Regions from separate parts of the Pan troglodytes genome. Here region 1 is linked to region 2. Evidence: chromatin contacts called from public capture Hi-C data. All regions are on one chromosome and are shown on one strand. The core of a region is the stretch at or near the end of the contact, and the rest is flanking DNA. Distances in the headings are between cores, read along the strand shown. Region 1 has its middle 93 kb from the start of FAM76B. Region 2 has its middle 69 kb from the start of SESN3.

Region 1 (3,081 bases), core at 223-2,722, 530 kb before region 2:
TGAAGACAAGGTTGATGATGATAATGATGATCTTTTTCACAGTTTACTAAAAGTAAGGGAAGTGGTACATTTATTCCCAAACATCCCTCAGAGAAAGAGCCTAAGATGTATGCAAAAATCATGGAGAGAGAAAAAAATAATGAAGAAAAGGAAGAATGACCTAGTCTTGTCCTTTTACATGTATAGAGAGCATTTCCACTTCTACATTTCATCATTATGTGAAATTCAACATGTCTTAAACCAAACTCTCTTTTCTCCCTCAAAGCAGCTCTCCTGATTAGCGTCCCCATTTCAGGTTTATTCTCATAGCTTCCTAAGCTCAAAACCCCTGAGTCATTTATTACTGCTGCCTCTTCCACGCACTCATACCCAATCAGTAATCAAGTTCGTTGTTTCTGCCTTCAAAATAATTTTCATATTTTTCCCCTTCAGTTGCCATGGATACCGTAAAATTTCCCTTTTTGCTTCATGCCTGGACAACTGTGGTAACTTCCCGAGTCTCTCGGCTCCAATCTGCCTTGCAGACAGCTGCTGCTGGAATAATTTCTTTTGCCATGTCATACCCCTGCCCAGAACCCTGCAGTGGCTCCTCACTGTTCTTACTTAAAACCCAAATCCTTTAAAGAAATTTGCATGGCCTTCTATAATCTGACCATATTTAAAGAATCCCTGCTAATTTACACGATGACTTTGTGCAAAATTGAGAAGTCACTCCCTCTGGGCATAGGAAGCCTTGCGATTTAAGGCTCAGCTAAAGAATCAAGCCTTTTTGCATTCTAAAAGGTGGTCTCATCCTTAGGGTGTACCCTGTCCTGCTGTAGAGTACACAGGGCCCTTAGAGAGCAGGGCAAAGGCTGTTTTTCAGCCTCCAACCACTCAGAGGTCCTAGGAGTAACCCTCACGGCCATAGGCAGGCCCTGCAGCCTTCCTGTTCAACCTGATTTCTTTTTGCATGGAAGCTCAATCCTTCTCTCGGACAACTTTGCTTTCCCTGAACAAGCTGTACTTAAGTTTACCAGAGTCCCTTGACTCATGTTTTTTGCATTTCTTGAAATACACTTCTGTTTCTTCATAGCTGGATAATTCTTGCTTGCCCTTCAAAGTTCACCTCCAATGTTACTCCTGTGGGAAGCCTTTTCTAACTCCATCGTCTGAAAAAAAAATGACCTTCTTAGTTCCTATAGCAGTGTGCATACTCAGTTGTAGTACAGAGGAGTCAAATTTGATAACCTACGATGCAGATGGGCCAGAGTATGTACTTTTCAAATTTTGGGTGGCTGATTTTATGTGGCTCTGGATTTTAAGGTAACTCTGTGTGTTTTGGATAAATAATCTGACACTTCAAATGTTCTAACTGCCCTCTCTAGGGAGTAGATAGAGTCTGGAAGCAAGGGAAGGTTTGCGTGAATTAATGGTATCCAGGAAGCAGGGGAGAGGTGGGCAATTTATGTGCTGTCCTTCTTTGCTTGCTTCTGGGGCTCTAGTTAAGCTCATCCCACCTGGTCTTTGGGAGTCAGCCTCTATTCACATTAAAGCTGCTACTGAGCAGCGTATGGCTGTTGTAACTCCACTCAGATTGTATTCTTCCAGGATGGGTGAGGCATGATGATGGCTCTTGTGATATGATTACACACACACACACACACACACACACACACAGGTTTTCATCTACAGTTCCTAGCTCAGAAACCTCATAATCTTTGTTATATTCTTTTTTCACAATGTTGGGGTACTGTAGGCCTTAGGAACAGGCCTCAGAAAATGGAATCTCTCTCTCTGACCTTCTCCTGCCTTCTTTTCACCTGCCCAAGGCAGGACTCTCATCTGATTGTGGGTCATAAGAACCTCATTCCAGAGTGGGTTCTACCCCATACTCCGCAGGAAGGAATGCTGCACAGAGAGATCCAGAAAACCCTGAGCAGGCAGGCCTTGCTGGGTTTATTCAGGTCATATCCTTTCTGTACAGTCACATTGCGACACAGTTGTCCATGCTTCCAGACCTTCCCTATGTATCTCTTCATTTGGCTGTTTATTTGTATTCTTTAAAATATCCTTCATAACATACCAGTAAATATGTTTCTGTAAGTTCTATGAGCTGCTCTAATAAATAAATCAAACCCAAAGATAGGGTCATGGGAACCCCAACTTGAAGCTGATCGGTCAGGAGTTCTGGAGGCCTGGACTTGAGGCTGGTGGGAGAAGGGGGCAGACTTGTAGGACTGAGCCCTTCATATGTGATATCTGTTGCTGTTTCTGGGTACATAATGTTAGAACTGATTGGAGGACACCCGGGGAAAAACCCCCACACTTTGGTCACAGAAGTCTTCTTCTATGTTGATGATTGTTGTTGTGGTATGAGGGCAGAGGAAAACATGGTTTGCGTGTTGCTCTGAAACAGTTTCCAAAGTGTTTGGCCATCACCTCTTGTTGATCAGGCCCCAGGCTGGCTCTCGCGGTGCTTCAGATTCCCAGGGACTCCATTCCATCCCCAGCTTGGCCCATTGTTGCCTTGAGTAAGTTCACCAGCCAGCACTCATGGTCCACATTCCCGGAGGCATTCAGGAGCTTCTGGACTCCTTCCACATCATATGAGCACCGTGGGAGTCAGTTGTCCCATAGCAGGCCTGTCTCTGTGGACACTTCCCTTTGTTGTTCTACCACTCCAAGGCCAGCTTGGATAGCCTAGGAAAGCAGGGCACTAGCATGGAAAAAATGCTTGTGGGTTCTGTCTCAATGTGCCTGGAGTTTTGTGGCAATTTCTGCTGCTGCAAAACCCTCCAGTCTCTATATACCTGGCCCCTGTGCTGGGGATAAACTCAGGGACTCATGATCATCTTCTCCCTTGTCTAGTCTTCTGTAGCTCTCCCTGTCTGATTTCTATCCCTCAAGTCAGAGGTCCTTTCCACTTTATTTTTACTCCTTGGATAGATGGCAACTTCCCTTAAATCATAATCCTTAAATTTCTCTAAAGAAAAATTTTTGTCTTTATTATCTAAGCTTTACTTGAAACTCAGACAATTTGGAGGTTTATCTTTACTGTCTAAGGTTCACTTAGACAGTAAAGATAAGAGCTTTACAACA
Region 2 (3,009 bases), core at 471-2,970:
TGCTGATTAGAGTCTATCTTTTGGCTGGGTGTGGTGGCTCATGCTTGTAATCCTAGCACTTTAAGAGGCCGAGGCAGGAGGACCTGCACTTAGGAGTTCGAGACCAGCCTGGGCAACATAGTGAGACCCTGTCTCTCAAAAAAAAAAAAATCTTTTTTTCAATAATATGCAACGCCAGGGGAGACAAAGGACAGGGTACGTTGGGCCAAACTCAGCTAACAAGCCAGTCCTTCTACAAGTTCTCCCCCAATTCAAAATCAGGCTTTTGACACTAGTTTCCCCATGAATTTATTAACAACTTTGAGCCATTTTTTAAAGTAAAATAATACTTCATGTTTATGTGTGTACTTTGTCCTTTCACGTATACAATTTCATGTAATCTTCACAACTTTGTGAAGAACAAATCCTCACAATAATTTTGCAATGACGATATCTTCATTTTATAGATGAGGAAATTAAGTCACAGAAAGCTTTACTAGTGTAAGAAAGTTGGTACAGTTTTTAGAATTGGCACAGTGGAGATTCAAATTCTGGTCTTTCTGACATTTTTTCTACTGAACTTCACTACCTTAATTCAGCTTAAGTTTCTTGTTGAATGATATAAATGACCATGCTATCTGCATGACATTTTGCTGAAAAGTAAATGGATGATCCATGATTCAGACAAGGTTAGATAACTTTCCTTTCTGGCTTACTTGCAACAATTTTACTTTTAAAGAATAGATTTTTTTCCCTCTGGTCCTAAATGAACTTTTGATTCAAAAGATGGTCCCTGAGGGGAAGGTTCACAGACCAGGAGATAAAAATCAGCACCTGTGAATTTAAAGGCTAAAAATTCTAAGAGAACAATGGGCCTAATCCTAAAGAAGACTCAGGAAAACTTAAAACTGTGTTGCATTTCTATTTTAGGAACATTCTACTGTATGGTAAGAATTATGAATTCAAGTCATACTTTTTAATACATGTAACTTTCTAACATAGGCTTCTCTTTCTGTGGATTTAGATGAACATCTCAGAAAATGTCTCTTCTCCCATAATCTCATGTACTTGACATGTTTCAAAACACAAATGAGCCCAAAACCTTCCCATAAAAAACTCTTTAAAAGGAATTTGAGGCAAGAATTTTTTTTTTTTTTAGATGGAGAATTGCTCTGTCGCCCAGACTGGAGTGCAGTAGCCCGATCTTGGCTCACTATGACCTCCACCTTGCGGGTTCAAGTGATTCTCCCACCTCAGCCTCCCAAGTAGCTGGGACTATAGGCACTGCCACCACACCCAGCTAATTTTTGTATTTTTAGTAGAGACAGGGTTTGGCCATGTTGGCCAGGCTGGTCTCGAACTTCTGACCCCAAGTGATTCGCTCGCCTTGGCCTCCCAAAGTGCTGGGATTACAGGCATAAGCCACTGCACCAAGCCTTGGCAAGAATTCTTAATACTCTTTCCTACACAGGAATGCTCCTAAAATAAACAAACAAATCCGTCATCTTCACATCTAGGTGAAATTCAGGAAAACTCTCCTGGTTACAGTACTTTTCAGCACACGTTGACTCTCTCCTTTACTTGCTAAGAGGCACGTAGTGCACACCTCTTGTACACCCCTTCACAGTCACCTTGCCCATTTCTAACTTCAGTGCTGGTGTGGTGGCAACCAGTTCTCTGCAAACTTTTGCCCAATTTTCACAGATACTGCTCTCGTGGTCCTGGACTGCTTACTTCTGGCCTCCTGCCTCGGAGCTTCCCTGAGTGCTTTTGGTAGGATGCCAGAGGGTACTGCCTTTCTGCTAAGTATGCACAACCAAAAGTGCAAGAAGTTAACTCTGGCTAACCCATAACCGGTGCTTCCTTTCATTGCCCAAGCCACAGTTTTGAAACTTAGAGGATTTGGTGGGATTGAGCACCAGTCCAACTCTATCAGTTGTCCCTCCTTTCCTATTTCACCCCACCTGTCCCTCACTCCTGCCCACCTCCTTCAACCCAGTGGCAAATAAACCTTGGTCTCAGGCTTTATTTCCAGGGGGAAGCCAGGCTAAGACAAGGAAGTACACACAGGGTAGGGGTTTAGAAATTAGTTCCTAAAATAAATTCAAATCTCAACTCCAGTATTGCTAATTGTCTGCCTTTGAACAAGTTACTTAATCGTGTGGTTCCTCAGTTTCCTCATCTGTAAAATGCAGAGAAAAGCAATAAGAAGGAAGACATAACCCTTGTCCTTAAGAAGAGGGAAGTGCAGGGAGCAAAACAGTAACACAGGCATTGGTTGGGCATTAAACAGTATAGAAAATAAGAAGATAATGGCTTGTACATGGGGTCATAAAAAAGCCATCATTTATCAAGGACCTTGTAAATGTTAGAACTTTTAATACAGTATTTTTATTATAATCATCCTGGAGGTGGATATTTTCCCCATCTTAGAGAGTTAAGAAAAATAAGCTTAGCAAAATTAAGCACCATGTCTGAGTCTAACAGTAAGTGAATGGTAGAACTGTTCTCAGATTTGTCTGAATTTACTTGCTATTTTTCCCCTCTCTTTGCAACATAAGGAGGAAACAAGCACACTTTTGTTTGGGATTATCAGTGAAGGGTTTTTTAAGCAGAAGGCCATATTTAAGCAGACACCATAGGATTGTTAAGATTTGGATTTGCAGAGACTGAGGAACATCATGTTGAAGGTAAAAGAGACAGAGGAAACAAAAATCCAGAGTGTGATGTTCAGGCCATATGTGTGGGACTTCACGTTACAAGATGAATTTGGAGAGTATAGTTTGGTCAAACAGTGCAGTGTCTAAAGGTTATAGGATAAGCTATTTGTACTTCTTCACTTAGAAAAGGAAGTGAAAGCCAGATTGAGGCAGATTTAAAAAGGAGCCATTTTCAATGAGTTTTTAGCACAATGATGTGTCCCACTTTGAAACAACAGCAGTCAGAGACTGTCTAGAATTTCAGGGCAGCATAAAAACAGGATCTTCAAGGTAACCATAAGGCATTCTTTGAGTATGTGGGAATTTTCTG

The links. Capture Hi-C pulls out chosen DNA fragments and counts their contacts.
Region 1: a contact with region 2 is called in a capture Hi-C map of stem cell-derived neural stem cells, with 9 times the contacts expected there. The contact joins two enhancer-like sites. A contact is called at or near these places in 6 of 7 Hi-C or Micro-C datasets (blood, induced pluripotent stem cells, a lymphoblastoid cell line and 2 more) and 1 of 1 other capture datasets (stem cell-derived neural stem cells).

What each region holds. Positions count from the first base shown.
Region 1 is chr9:97,800,517-97,803,597 of NHGRI_mPanTro3-v2.0_pri, reverse strand. No RefSeq gene overlaps it. Among named protein-coding and RNA genes, the nearest start is that of FAM76B, 93 kb to the left of the region's middle. Within about 2 kb of position 1,472, at least 6 of the 24 cell types and tissues checked have an H3K27ac peak or open chromatin away from gene starts, as enhancers often do. A contact at or near this core is called in stem cell-derived neural stem cells, where this site is marked.
Region 2 is chr9:97,274,027-97,277,035 of NHGRI_mPanTro3-v2.0_pri, reverse strand. No RefSeq gene overlaps it. Among named protein-coding and RNA genes, the nearest start is that of SESN3, 69 kb to the left of the region's middle. Within about 2 kb of position 1,720, at least 1 of the 24 cell types and tissues checked has an H3K27ac peak or open chromatin away from gene starts, as enhancers often do. A contact at or near this core is called in stem cell-derived neural stem cells, where this site is marked.